2 separate regions of the Mus musculus genome follow, and region 2 is linked to region 1. The links are chromatin contacts, called in public Hi-C maps. All regions are on one chromosome and are shown on one strand. Each heading gives the region's core, a stretch centred on a gene start, on an enhancer-like site or on the middle of the called end of the contact. The rest is flanking DNA. Distances are from core to core; before and after follow the strand shown. Region 1 has its middle 41 kb from the start of Gm35208. Region 2 has its middle 33 kb from the start of Gm24208.

Region 1 (7,264 bases), core at 4,546-7,045:
GAAATGGAGCCCCGATCCCAGAAGCCAGAACTCTCCTATCTCATTACTAGGGAGTGAAAAGCTGGTAGCTCCTTTGGACTGAAGGTGGGTAGCTTCTCAAAATGTAAGACATACACTTAGCACGTGCTCCAACCAGCTCACTGCTTGGCTCTTACCCCAGAGAACCGAACATTTACTGTTAGAAAAGCCACTGTGTGATTGCTGGTCTGGGGATTACTCCTAATCTCTGAGCAAATTCAACCACCCACTGCCAGATCAGGACATGCTCAGAGAAATGGCTTGTTGGTGATTTGGTTATAAGAATATCCTCAATTGCCCTTGAGACAAGACGACATGGGCTACAACTTCCTAAACTTGTAGAAAGTTGTAGAAGGTGGTGGGTTGGTGTACGTGAACACTGGGACTGTGGCAGTGTCACAGCAATAATGAGACCTTTCTGAATGGGCCGTAATCTATGAATTCGTGTCAAATGCATAATGAAGTGGCAGTGCTTGCCTGTGTTGTGACATACAACTTCACTGCAGCCATGGTTCTGAACACTTAACACACACAGTATATGACATCACACCACAATGTCAACTGACCCTGCCTCAAACACTTTGGTGCACATCCAAGACTACAGTATGTTGTGAACTGCGGTGTTTTGGTGCATTTACAAAGATTTTCTGCTGCCACAGAACCATCATGGTTTAATTATGGAAAACAAAGGCATTTGGCTGTTTTCCTACCACCGTTCCTCCCCAACGTAAATAATAAAGTTAGTGTCTCTTCAGTTTGCACTGTGGTAAAATGTTTAATTTTTTAAAAAATTGCCGTTGGAGTTGCTGACTTGAGTTTCATATTTTAAAAATTGCTAAATGAATTCTGGCTTGAGATTAGAACAGAATTTCCAACAATTTCTAAAATGGCCCAGAACATACTTCAGCTACTTTGAACTGCATATTTATGTGAGTGGCATTCTCAGCATTGACAATCACAATATCAAAATATCGATCAACCCTGAAAAATGTTGAAGAAGCTCTACATCCTGCAGAATCAACTATTCAGCCAAGATTTAATTCTGCCTATAAAAATAAACAAGCATGTCTATCTCATTAGTATGCAAATTGGCTTTCATCTGTAATAAACGGTAACATATATATTTATAAGAATTATTTTAAATACATTTCTTCATGGTTTATTATCAGTATATTTTGAGGAATATATTTTATTTGCCTACATAGCCCAAGGCAGGTGTAAAACGTTTCTTCATCAAAAGGGAACTTGAGTGAAAAAAGTTAAAAAAAAAATAGACTTGTATAAGCCGTGACATATCTAGGCCACACGGTATGTGCATTTTGGTACGGAGCCATGACAAAGACAACATGAGATTAAATCAAGACATAGAGGGGAAATGAATCAACCAAGAGACAAGCTCGAAAAATCTGAGGCTGATGCTGATTCCACAAATCAGACTGTGTTTATACTCAGCCTTGCATGTGCTCATGTGTGTGCATGTGTAGGTGGATTGCTCAGCTGTGTATGTGTGCGAGAGCTAATCCTGTATCAATTCCCACCTTGTTCGGTTGAGACTGGGTCTCCTGCTGAGCCTGGAGCTCACCCTTTTAGCTGGATGATGTGCTTATGCTTTTTATATGGGTGCACAGGAGGCACTTGACTGTACGAGCTATCTCGCTGGCTGCTGTGTGACAAACACTCCCTGAGAATACGGGTTTACTTATTCCACCTGTGGAGCCCATGACCGACTAAAGTACAGATGCCACCAAAGTCCAACTTAGTGAACAATAAGTTTGTTTTATTGGGGTTACTTACTCAAAGACAGCTCCAACATGGAAGCTCACCACAGCATGGTGGACAGATCACAAAACTGGGAATCTGGAACATACTGAACACCCTGCAGCCGGCCCAATAGGTGGGAGAGTGTCCGTTTCTCAGTGCCTTTGTTAGTCTAAACCTCTTCAAGCCTCTCAACTGGTCTCTGCTTCCTCTGGGCAGTTTGTCTGATTTCAAAGTCTTTTTTGCAGCTCAGGCATTCTGAGACTTCTTGGCAGCTGGTCTGCTCTGATAGTCTTTGCAGCTTGGATCTGCCTCCTCTGGCAGGGAGGGGCCTAGTGAATCTGGTCAGTTTCAGGAACTTCCTGAAGCTATTTTGAGTTATTTACCTTCCTATTTGAAGACCAACACTAGAAGGCAGTGAACCTTCTTCTGAAAGGTAAGAAATAGAATGGGAATATAGGTCAGTGATAGAGCACTTGCCTACTTTGATCCCCAGTTTCAAAAATCAAGCAGACAACAGATAGACAGATGTTTTAAAATAAAGACAAGCCGTATAATTAACATGTAAATATGACTTGCACAGTCCTTTATACAACTGCTATCAGGTGTGGCAGATAGCGTGTAAGTGCACATGTTTAAATTCCACCTGATTGGCAGATTATTACATGAGTGTTATACAACACGCAATGGCTACAATATCGCATGGTCACGGATACCCCTCAGCTCTGTGAAAGTCTCAGGAGATCACTGTGGTGTATGCAGTTCACCATGACTCAACTGCTGGGCTTGTGTGACTATTCTGAAGTAGCCTCAGTAGCCTTCACCTAGTGACAGGATAACCAGACCATTATGCCCATATGATGGAACAGGTGACACTCCAGAAGCCATAAAACGATGGGAGCAGAAAACAAATTAGAGATCCAAGGGACTGAGAGGAGAGAGAGGAGAGCAATACAGAGAGGTGCCAGACAACTGTTCCAGCATTTGACGGCCCTGGTAGCTCCATGGATATGTGCATTTCTCAAAACTCACGAAACTGTGTACAATAAGAGAGAACTTTTACTAATCCGAATAATGTCCTAACTTTACAAATGAATAGAACAATAATTAGAGAATAGACGTGATCATACTTGAAAGCCCTAGGAAGGTGGGAAGGAGAGAAAGTCTGCTATGATTCCGCCTCCTGCCATTATCACTCCTGAGCATGGGAACAGATCTTCTTCCCCCAACCTGCCCATACATGCTGCACTCTTAAGCCAGTGGTCTTGAAAGCAGACTATTAACTAGACAGGCTTTCTCTGTCCGTCAACTGTCCATCAAAATTGGGACTGTGAGTATCACCAGGGAAAGCATTTTTTACCGCACATATAACTGAGAGATGGAGAGAACTGGAGAGCAAGATACAGAGAACACAGAACTATGAGACTATAGCTGACCTCTGCTTGAGTCTCCCTCATAACACAGTGCTCGTTCTATAGAGGTGGGTCAGAAGACCCTGTTGCACAGAGGAAATCAGAGGACGCTTGCTGGCTTTCCAAATCTGGGCTTTGAGATTAGGAAAAGAGCTTTTGTCTTCTGAGTTTGTTTCCTGGGAGAAAGAAGTGATATATTGAGTAATGTCTAAACTCCTGGTAGGCTCTGGTACTCATAAAGTCCCTTGTATTGCATTGATATTGATAGGATCCATTGCCTTAAACTGTCTCAGAGGTTCAGTTGAGGTCAAGCAGTGACAGGTCTCCAGAGATGCACAGTAGAGATTAACTCAATCTAGTGCTGGAGCTGCTGGCAAGCCACAGCAGGGTTTTCTCCAGCTTCGAGTGCCTTCTTTGGAGGGAAGCTGGGACACCTTGGACAGCTCCCAGATGTCTCTGGTAATCATCAAAGGGGACATCTGCCCGGAAAGGCTCTCAATGCTCTGCTAGATGGGCCAGGAATGAAGGGGCACAACATGTTGCTGGGTTTATGTACAGGAGGCAAGGATGAGACTCACCACTGCTCTGTGACACTTCTGGGTTGGGAGCTTTTACAGGAGCCGTTTAAATTCTCTCAAGAGGAAACCAACCTCTGCGGAAGTGCACATTCAGAAAAGCTCCTCTGAGCTCCAGTCAGACCCAGATATCCTGAGGCTCTACCATCCATGGAAGATGCTGTTGCTCCCTCTCCCTCTCCCCCTCCCCCTCCCTCTCCCTCTCCCATTCTCTCTTGATCTTGCTCTTTCTCACTCTCTCTTGCTCTCTCTCTCTCTCTCTCTCTCTCTCTCTCTCTTGCTCTCTCTCTCTCTCTCTGCTCTCTCTCCCTCTCTGAGGCATTCTCCATACATCTTTGTATTTGGACAATTCCTTCAGGTTTTAAGTCTTAATTCTGATCACCTCACAGACTGCTCAGGGCCACTGAGTTTCCCTCCATAGTTTCTCAGCTCCTACATCTGCAACTCTGAAAAATGTATGTTTCCTTATGACTTTCTATCTCATGACATTGCCCACCCCCCAATCTAGAAATCTTTGCATGCTCTTTCACTGTCTGAGTGGTCCAACCCTCCTCTCTCTAGTCAGAAACAGGGCTCTTTCCATCTCTCTAAAGATATAACATTTTGATTTAACTTAGTTGGGTTTCTCATCTTTTTGTTGGTTTTTTTTTTCCTTTTGTTTTGTTTTAAGGCCTGATCTCCTGCAGCCCAAGGTGGCCTTAAACTCGTTATGTAGTTAAGCATGACTTTGAATACCTGATCCTCCTGCCTCTACCAGCCCCACACTGTAATGATTAGGTGTGCACCACCACCCCAACTGGGGAGCTAATCTTGATCGTTGACTTTCTTGTTGAACATTCATCAAAAGCTCCCCTGTGGAGGCTTTTGCTGAGATCCTGACATGGACTGCGTGTGTGTGTGTGTGTGTGTGTGTGTGTGTGTGTGTGTGTGTGTGTGTGTGTGTTCTGATTCTGGGCAGGTACCTATTATTAACCCTTTGCTCACTGTGGTGTCTTCAAACTGGCTTTTCAGAGGGTGGCAAGGATCCTGTGTGATATGACTTACTGTACCCTGAGCCTCTGAGACTAGAATGATCTTCCCTAAAAGGCACACCCTCCTCCCCTATCTACCACTTCCTACAGGAGCCCCCATTTCTGGAGAGGTAGGCGGCATCTATGGTCTCTCAGGAGTTTTTTGTCTTCGTGCAATCTCTCCCTGTGTTCAGCATGCACTTGTCCCTCCATTCAAACCAGCAGATCCCACTCTTCCTAATGCTGAGACCCTTTAGTATAGTCCCTCATGCTGTGGTGAACTCCAGCCATAACAGTATTTTCATTGCTACTTCATAACTGTAATTTTGTTACTGTTGTAAATCATAATATAACTATCTGGGATTTTCAATGGTCTTCGGTGAGTCTTGTGAGGTTTTTCGACAGCCCCTCCCCCCAGAAGTCTTGACCCACAAGTTGAGAGCTGCTGGTCTAGATTATGTTAGGTACCGTGTGCCTGTGGCTCTCAGGTCCCTGATCTTTCCATGCCCTGGCCTGTGACATTTGCAAAGGCAAATTGTTCCATTCTGACCTCAGATCTTGCCTCTGCAGGGTGTGCTATAAATGACCTCTTGGGTTCCTCTCTCAGCCATCTTTGCCTTTAGTTCTGTGTGCCTAACACCCAGCACAGATCCTCTCCCCACGGAGATGACTTCAGGCCAGGGGAATGCCAGGCTGGAAGCCGGATTTGATTAAGGGGAAAAGAAGAGTTTTATGAGGCCACAGGGCAGGCGTGCCACCACACTGACCCCACAAAGGCGGGTGATAATGGGGCGGGGGGCCAGTGCTGGGTCTGATGTTACCCCTGCAAACCTGATTACAGGGCCTCTGGCTGAAGCTTGCCTATGCTTCTCAGAAAAGAAGCAGGCTTTCTTGCCCTAGGCTGGTCCCTGAACAGGCAGGTTTAAATTGAATCAGACCCTGGTTCCTGGTACAGAGTGGGCCATTCACTGGCCTTACGTTCCTCACAAGACAGGCCCCAGCCATGTGGTCATGTGGGTAAATTGAGTGGACTCGTGGCAGACAGCCAGGCTTCACAGCAGCTCACACAGGCCAGCCCAGAAGGCAGGTTTCAAAGCAACAGCTAAAGCCTGACAATGCTGGCTTTAGCAGCCACTGTGATTGTCTTTTTTGTTGTTGTTGTTGTTGTTGTTTTTGCTTGGTTGGTTCTGATTGTTGTTGTTTGTTTGTTTGTTTGTTTGTTTTTAAAGAACAAAGGCAGGATTCTGGAGACATGTGTGTCACTTAGTGGTGAAGGAAGCTTGAAAGAATCTCCCCTGACAGTGTCATATGTGTGTAAGGTGACAGTGGTTATACTCACCTTGACTGCCCCTGGTAATAGTACAGGCCTGTGATCATCCCAGCTACTCTGAAGACTAAGGCAGGAAGATGGCAACTTCAAGGCCTCCCTTGATGTGAGATAGGGAAGAAGTCCCAGGAAGGGCGCCTGAGTAGGTGTGGTTGGCAACCTGAAGCTTCTGATATCTTTTTTTAAAAGTCCTCCATCTTGCAGGTGGGATATTAACACACAGGCAGAAGGAACACTCCATCCTCTCTACTCATAGCACCTAGGTGGGAGTCACCCTGACCTCAAGGCTGCCTATGTGCTGGCCCAAGTCTTAGCCTAGACAGAAGAAGCAGGATATGAGAGACCATGGATGGAGAAACTAACCATCAGAGGGTCTACCATCTGCAGAATGACACGGGAATTCGTATTTCTTGGGTTCCCATACAGAAGCTCACTTGTACCTTATGTTTAGAGGTGGGGAACCTACGGCCAGAGGTGGGGAGTGACTCCCCAGACCTGCAGTGAGGCTCCATCTTAAAGCTTGATGCCAACTCTCAATATTCTGGCCCCAGTCTCCTGTAGTAAATAAAATAAGACGATTACTCGCTGAGTGGTCAGCATGTGGGAGACTTTCAAGTTGAAACTCTGAAGGCCCAGGGGAACTCCAACATCATATACTTGCGGTTTTTGTTTGTTTGTGTTTTGATGGTGTTGGAGAGTAAAGTTATGCCTTGTGCATGCTGGGCAAGCTCCCCGCCACTGAGCTGCAGCCCGGCTTATTTTTGCTTTTAACTCTGGGACAAGGCCTTACTGAGTTATCCAGCCTGGGCTTGACCTAATTCTAGAACCTGGGCAAATTCAGAATTTTCTATCCTCCTGCCTCAGCCTTCTGAGTAACTGGTTTTATTGGTCTTGCTGGGATTAGGGGTCTTTACCACAAGGCCAGGTTAAAAATACATCCTCAAATAGGAATTTAACTATGGCAGCACCTGAGCTTCACTCAGCTTTTAATCAGCCCCAAGCAGGCTGAGGGACCTCCTGAACCTAATACTGGGTCTGAGTCCCTGCTCTGTGTACACCTCCAGGTCTCAGTACCTCAGGTGGACTGGATGGGGGGAGGGGTCCTGCCAATGAGCACCCTGCAGCATCACCTAGGAGCACTGCCTCTCTGCTCCTGTTTCCATG
Region 2 (7,656 bases), core at 2,126-4,625, 190 kb before region 1:
GGGTAAGCCTATGAGTTGTTCATTAAGCCTGCTTGCCATTGATGACTGAACCTGAGAAATGCTACTGCATCCTTCTTCCCTTTACAAATAGGAACTCCTGAGTCTGCTAGGGTCTCCTTCCCAGCATCCCATCAGTAGGGTATAAGAAGAATGGCTGTCACTTCTGTGCCTCCTCTGCCTTCCCCTCACTCGGCCATGGGAGCAGTACTAGTGAGCCAGTAGATACTATTAGTTTAGTGTGATTCTTGGGAAATGGCAGAAAGACCTGATAAGGGACCTGGCTGACCCTAGGAAATAGCTGCCCACTCTCTGTGAATTGTCTGGTACTGTAACTGGGTCTTATCTGAGCTGCTGCATGGTCAGATCTTGGTCACAGAACTTTGGCGTCTGCCTCAGAGCACTAGAGGCCCTGCAAAGGCTAGAACATGTTAAATATTAACTTGTAAATGGTACTGTTTCTGACTCAGCTTCCTTATTGTCCCTTGTTTTTTCAGTTCTACAGGAGCTGAAATGCTGCTCACAGGTCTGGGTCATTCTTCTCTCTAAACAAATGCTATGGTTTACTCCACTTCAGTGTTCGATGGGTGTGGCTTCGGGCTTTGATTCTGAGGGTCACCCCTGCATAGTGACTGGAGTGGTTTTGTGCTTGAGGAATTGGGATGTATTTCCACTCTTAATAAGCTTGTAACAATCCATTGATAATTTATGTCATAACGCTCCCGCAGTGCTGATGAGCACTGAGGGGAACTTAGAGGCATATGAGCTTCAGTCACTGTGGCCTGGGTGGAATCTGCATGAGCCCATGCTTCAGTATATCAGAGCGCAAGGTCACAGCTTCTCTAAGCTGTGGTTCCTTCATGAAAAGGAAAAGAATGTGCATTATTCAGCAGCCTATCAGGCGTTCTGCGAAAGTTCAGTAGATGAGGGGCACTCGTACCGTATTTCTTGTTATTTACATTATTTCCATTGTCCTTGTACAGTGCTGCAGTGCGTACCTTCTCAGAATGTTGTCTTGAACACTGAATTCAAGACTGAACACTGGATATTTTCCAGGACCAGACCGCCAGTGCCAGATTACTTTCTGAAGGGGTTGTGCTGATTGACAGTCACACTAACAACCCAGGAAGAGCCTTGTGGAATATATTTTATGAATTAAAATAGAACTTGTTGTACTTAAACCTTGCTGTGTGTTTATAGAGTATAGATCAGTGCTAGTGAGAAGCAGATAGGAGGCACTTCCCACTTGACTCTGTACCCTGCTCCTTCCCTGTGACTGCCACCACCCCCACCCTTCCTACCCCCACCCGGCCACTATATTATGGGTTATAAGCTAAATATAAACTAAGATCTAAGCTTGAAGTCGGTCTTTTTTTCTTTTTTCTTTTTTTCCCTTTTCAAGGTAGAACTATGTGGCAATGACTCAGTCTGCCCCAGATTTAAAAAGAAAGAAAAGAATTGGTTCCTGGCCAATTGGAAATGGGTAGAACCATTTCGTCACATTCCTTGCCTTGTTTTGACTTAGAGAAATTATGTGCTTCATTGTCATTTGATAAGATACATTAAATAAATTAAAAAAAAGAGTAAATGCACAAGGAAACCCAGGGTAGATTTCCTTACAGCAATCTTATCGTTTGACTAGATAATGTCATTTTCCAAAGGACTAGTAGCAGTCCCGAAGTGATCTGGTTTCGTGGGAGTGGAGGAGGGACTATTGGAACAAAAATGCAATGGTCCAGGAAGGAAAGGGAGGGATACTAGTTTGCTATTGTGAAGGATGTCTTTCAAGGGAGGAAGAGATGAGGGAACTAAAGGGGGTTCCTGGGGGGTGGGGTGGGGAGGAGGGATGGGATTTATAGGGAGAGAGGGCACTGTAGGGGGTTGGTTCCTTTAAGGGAGGAAAAGATTGAGTATTTTGCTGTCAATTTCTGTTCAGTTGTTTTAGATTCATTTAAAATTCTTTAAAGCCTTAGTTTCTTTGTTTCTGATATTCCACTTCTAGTTAAACTATTGAGAGAAATCTGAAAGATTTTGCAATCTAGGAGGTCTGCAGGACCCAATAAGAGTTACAGACTTCTCTTTAACCTACTCACATCAGAGTCTGTTAGTTCAAGGACAGAACCCAGGACCACTGAGAGAAACACAGAAGTAGCTCTCAGAGCTTTTCTCATGGCAAATTTTTACCCTAAAGATGGCCCAAAGGACATGAGAGCCAGATTCCTTAAATGAAGTGCAGGGTCTGTCTAGACCTTGCCTCCAGGAACTCTGCCGTGACTGCTCTGGATGGAGTAGGCCTTGGGTGTCCCAGGTGATGCTAGCAAGCTGTTTTAAGTGGAGCCTGATCCATCCCTATGCATGCATGCATGCACATGTGCATGAGTGTGCATTCAGGGTTTTGTAGAGAATCTCGGATAGAAACTGATTAGAGGAGGAGAGACTATTACTTGAGTGTTGAAGTAGTGATGGCCATCATGAGTTTGGCTTTTCCTTCCCCACATATTGTGATTCCCTGGCTGCTCGCAGATGTTAGCTGCTTAAAGTCTGACTGGACATAAAGGGAAATTCTGTGTTTAGACAAAGTGGTACTGGACTGGTGGGAACTGATTCTGATCTTTTACTGTGAGGAAATTGTTGTAAAGGGGGCTAGCAAGAAAGCCCTGTAGAAGCCATTTAAAGTTCATGAGATGGCATGCTTAGCCACAGTCAGACTTACAAGCGCTTGCTAAAGAACCCTGAGACATGCTTGAGCGAGGACCGGCTTACAGTCTCAGACTACAGTTTGAGATATTTTGTTTGGCATTAAAAGCCAGGCAATTTGGAGAAATTGGATCATATCCGTATCATTACATACTGTTTACTTAAAATATTGGTATTAGTACTGTAGACTGTAATAACAAATCTTGTAATGTGTGTCCATCCATAAATTGTTACTCGTTTTCCCACTGGCTCACAACCCAGCACCAAGAAAACACTGCAGAATAAAACCTATGTGCTAATGGAGACAACCAGAGTCAGGGTGTGTGGGTTTGTGGCTCACTTCCCAGTTCTGTACACTAGGTGGTGCTAGTGTCGCGCTGTGAATACCCACAAAGGCCTGAACACATGTGTTGGTGTATTTTTACCACTTGGGGTCACTTAAGGATTACCTGACTTGCCTCTTTTCCATCTAAGCAAATTCACAGATTCCAAGGAATTATTTCCCCATTACATTTGTCAGAGTCTGTGGCTTTTTTTTTTACCTAGATCTTGAAGGCCAAGAAGTGTGAATTGGAATTTTTTTTTTCCTTAGCGAATTGGCCCCACATGGCTAGTGCCTGGGTGGTTCCTCCTGTCACAGTATGGTGGACTACCCCCCACCCCACGCCTTCTCTTGGGCCCACCATTGGAGACTTCTCCGTATAAAGATTTTCCATACATGTCAGGATCGTGCTTACGCTAATTGCTGTGCTCATTAACATCTCCAGAACTTGGAGTGCTTTTTCTCAGTCATTTCCTTTGATTTTGCCTGTCTCTGAAAGGCCAGCTCTGAACGAAGTGAGGTGGGTATCACATTAACTAATTGCTGACACCCACCGGCTTTCTTGCCTCCTATGCAGCTGATCCCAGGAATTACACCATTGCCCCTGGAGAGCATGCTAGAAATTTGTGGAATGGCCCTGGTGGACTTGCCTGCCTGTGGGTGGGTATGGGTGAGGACAAGGGCAGGATGTGTGGGCTTGCACAGCTTGGACAATGAGCCTAGTCACTTCATATGGCAGCTCATGGGGACTTATGTGAACACTCAAAACGTGGATGGTCTTTCAGAATCTCCCTTCTCAGCAAGTAACTTCTATTTTTCTTCCTTTCTTCCTTCCTATCTTTTTTTTTAAACTTTCTTTGATGTGTTTGCATATTTTATGTGCCTGGTACCTGTAGAGCTCTTAAGATGATATTGTATCTCCTGGAACTGGCGTTATACATGACTTGAGCCAACATAGGTGCTGGAACCAAACCCAGGTCCTTTGCAAGATCAACAAATGCTCTTAAGTGGGAGCCATCTCTCCAGCTATATACCTTCTGCTATCACTGAATAGCTTCTCTCCAGCTATATACCTTCTGCTATCAGTGAATGGCTTCTCTCCAGCTATATACCTTCTACTATGACTGAATAGCTTCTTAGGTGATGGAAGCAGAACTGAGTCACCAACTCAAGAACATCCTCTGCTGGGGCCATTTAAATCTGTGACAGAATTCATTTGGTTTCTACCACTGAGTGCACAGTTAAAATTACACTCAGTGTTATATAGTTTATCATCTGTGTCAAACCCACCCAAGAAAGTGAGATAGGCCTCTATTAATTAAATCCAAACTAAGACGCTTAAATCTTTTATTTCCCAACCTTCCTCCTTAAATCCTCTCCATTCATACCACCAACCCCTATGTAAAAAACAGTAAGTATCATTTATTGGTCTATACTGTGAACTTGGCATCATTCTAAGTACCCATTCTGGTTCAGTCCTAACAACCCAGAAGCTAGGTTACCTTCATATTTCCCAAGCATCACCAAGAGGGTAGTTACTAGTTTAAAGATGACATGGCTGGAAAGTAATGGTGCTAGGACTGCCTTTATTCTTATGCTGTTGCCTGCTGGGAGATCTTCCCTCCTTGACTGTCAGGATCTTACCCAGTGTCAGGGCCCTGAGTCATCCTACCCAGCCCCTTGAATGAAAAGTCTGCTCTGGAATGCCACCCAGAAGCCAGATATTTTGGATTCTGACTCATGTAAGAGCCAGCGCTATCCTTTTTCAGGTAAGGAGCCTGAGGCGCAAGGGTCTTGGATGTTGAGTTTGTCAAGCCCTGGAAGGTGGGCTTTCCTGCTGTGCCCCTCCAGGAAAACCTCAGCTCATCTCTTTGTCTCCCCTACACATTATAAATTAGCTAGCGGGTCGTGGTTGTGCACGCCTTTAATCCCAGCACACGGGAGGCAGAGGCAGGCAGATTTCTGAGTTCGAGGCTAGCCTGGTCTACAAAGTGAGTTCCAGGACAGTCAGGGCTACACAGAGAAACCCTGTCTTGAAAAACTAACTAACTAACTAACTAACTAACTAACTAACTAACTAACTAACTAAGCAAATTAGCTCTAAACTCTCTAAAACTGTCACATACCTATTCCAGGTGGGTCAAGGTGCTGCTAGAGCAGTGGTTCTCAACTTGTGGGCCACCAACAGTTGTATATCAGATATTTATTTTACCATTTATAACAGTAGTACCATTACAGTTCTGAAGTAGCAATGAAATGATTTTATAGTTGGGGGTCCCCACAACATGCAGAACTGGATTAAAAGGTTGCAGCATTAGGAAAGCTAGGAACCAATGGTCTAGTGAGAGGCTTTTGGGCTACAATGCCTCTTCTCCCTCTACAGTGTGCAGGCATTCTTACATTGTGACCTTTTCCAACTGACGAGACTATCATGCTTAGATGATGGAGGCCTTCAACAGAAAAACACCGAGACTTTTCACTCCGAGCAGGAAACAATATCCCATAGTGTAATAACCCCAACAGAATGGAAGAATAGACCACTTTCAGTAAAACAAACAAACAAACAAACAAACAAACAAAAAACAAAAAAACAAAATCACAGCTTTTTCAGCCTTCTCAAGAAAACCTTTGACCAAAATCTGAGCATGATTTTGAGCATATGGGCCCCAAGTTCCAATTTGCTGTGGCTGAGATTTCACTGGTACGATGGACCAACACTCCCAGAGAAATATGTGAATTCATCGTGGCTATTTTTGCAGCACTGAAGCTGGCACACTTCCAAGCTGAGAACTTTCTGCTTTAGCAGCTCTCGGTTATTTGAGGCTGGATGACTCACTTAGTGTAACATCCTCTTGTTTTCCTCCTCCTCCTCCTCCCCGGGCCCCCTCCCACCTAAGAGGGCTGGCAGGGGCAGGAAGGGTTATGAAACTCAAGCTGCTGTTGAGGACTGCATGTCTTGTCAGTTTTTGGTAGTGCTTTGTTGGGAACCACTCTTCCTGCTCCTTCACGATCTCCTCCCTACTAGGCAGGTCACCTCTGTCTTTATGTGTGCTCTAAACCTTTTGTTCCTTCCCCTCCCAAAGTATACGCTTCCTGCATTTTATTTACCTGCTTAGACATACTACCTCTTGCTGCAGAGAGAAGGGCATTTAAAGCAGGCCGACCTTCAGCATACTCTGGACCCAGGGCAGAGTATGGCCCGGCCAGGGCTGCTAGTAAGCATTTATTTGTTAAACAGGGAAAAGAAAGGAATGAGAGAGGAGTAGGCAAGTTTCGTGACCCTTCTGTGATGATCCAGCTAGCAGAGTTCGGATGACAGGTTAGAATATGTTAGCTTGTAAGTTTCGTGATTTTTTTTTTAAGATGGGAGATATGTACATCTTGGAAATTAGGCTGTAGAGTCATACAGGGCTGAGCCGTGACTGTCTCCTTTAGGGGGGTTGTGTTTTCCAGACTGAAAGTATGTTGATGTAACCCAGAACCAGCTAGCTACTGGATGGAAAGCTTTCTCCCCACCACTGTGCACTGCCAATCATCCAGAGCCACTGCAGCAGTACTCACCGTGCACAGTCTCTCTCTCTCTCTCTCTCTCTCTCTCTCTCTCTCTCTCTCTCTCTCTCTCTCTCCATCCACCAACCACCCACCCATCTTCTGTCTGTCTATCTATTTCTATCTATCCTAGAACTTGTTCTGTAGACCAGGCTGGCCTTGAACTCACAGATCTGTTTGCCACTACCTCCCAAGTGCTAGAATTAAAGGTACGTACCACCACCCAGTGTATTTTAAATTCTTTACCCCTCTGTAAAGCAGGAATAATTATTGTCCTTTAAGGAAACTGTGGTTTAAAGTAACAAGGTAAAAATTCAAGAATACTAGTTGGATACTTCAATACCTGGTTTTCAACCAGAACTGGAAAGACTTAATTATAACTAGCAGAATATAGGCTGAGAAGACTCTATCTTTAGAGGCCCCAACAACAGAATACATATCCCTCTAGGACACAGGGAGCATTCCCCAGGATATGGTAGTCCATAGACATGCCTCAGTCTGCTCAAAAGACTTTGAGCTACACGGGCACCAAACACACTGGACCGAACTTGGAAGTCAACAACAGAGAGCATCATAGCAGTAAACAAGCACAAGGAAGAGATGGAGCTGCCATGTCAAAGATGAAATCCTGAGAGAAATTAGAAACTGCTCTGAGAAAGGTGAAAACAGAAATGGTAAAGACAGCTAGGGGAAGAAGCTAAAGCAGTGGCTAGAGGGAAATTTATAGCTGTGAATCGTTGTATTAAATGGGAAAGAGGGGAGCTAGGGAGACGGCTCAGGGCTTCAGAGCGAGTGCCTGCTGCTCTTGCAGAGGATCTGAACGTGGTTCCCAGAACCCACTCATAACTCCAGTTCTAGGGGATCCGACTCCCCTTTGGGCTTCAGAGGACACTAGGCACACACATGGTACACATACATACATGCAGGCACTCGTACATACACATAATTTTTTAAATTCAAGATAAAAAGAGAATCTCATGTTAAATTCCCATCTTAAGGAACTAGGGGGAATAAAGAGAAAAAATAAATCCCAAAGCATGCAGGCGGAAGGAAACAACAAAGATTAGAGCAAATGTTAATAAACAAAAAAT

What was found. A called contact is a pair of places that touch in the nucleus more often than the background predicts.
Region 2: a contact with region 1 is called in a Hi-C map of the N1E-115 cell line, with 5 times the contacts expected there. The contact joins two enhancer-like sites. A contact is called at or near these places in 25 of 484 Hi-C or Micro-C datasets (the N1E-115 cell line, cerebral cortex, cortical neurons and 6 more), 2 of 115 datasets of contacts at active chromatin or transcription factors (extraembryonic endoderm stem cells and neural progenitor cells) and 1 of 9 other capture datasets (embryonic stem cells).

Annotation. Positions count from the first base shown.
Region 1 is chr12:13,024,647-13,031,910 of GRCm38.p6, reverse strand. No RefSeq gene overlaps it. Among named protein-coding and RNA genes, the nearest start is that of Gm35208, 41 kb to the right of the region's middle. Within about 2 kb of position 5,795, at least 44 of the 459 cell types and tissues checked have an H3K27ac peak or open chromatin away from gene starts, as enhancers often do. A contact at or near this core is called in the N1E-115 cell line, cortical neurons and neural stem cells, where this site is marked.
Region 2 is chr12:13,210,495-13,218,150 of GRCm38.p6, reverse strand. No RefSeq gene overlaps it. Among named protein-coding and RNA genes, the nearest start is that of Gm24208, 33 kb to the right of the region's middle. Within about 2 kb of position 3,375, at least 27 of the 459 cell types and tissues checked have an H3K27ac peak or open chromatin away from gene starts, as enhancers often do. A contact at or near this core is called in the N1E-115 cell line, cortical neurons and neural stem cells, where this site is marked.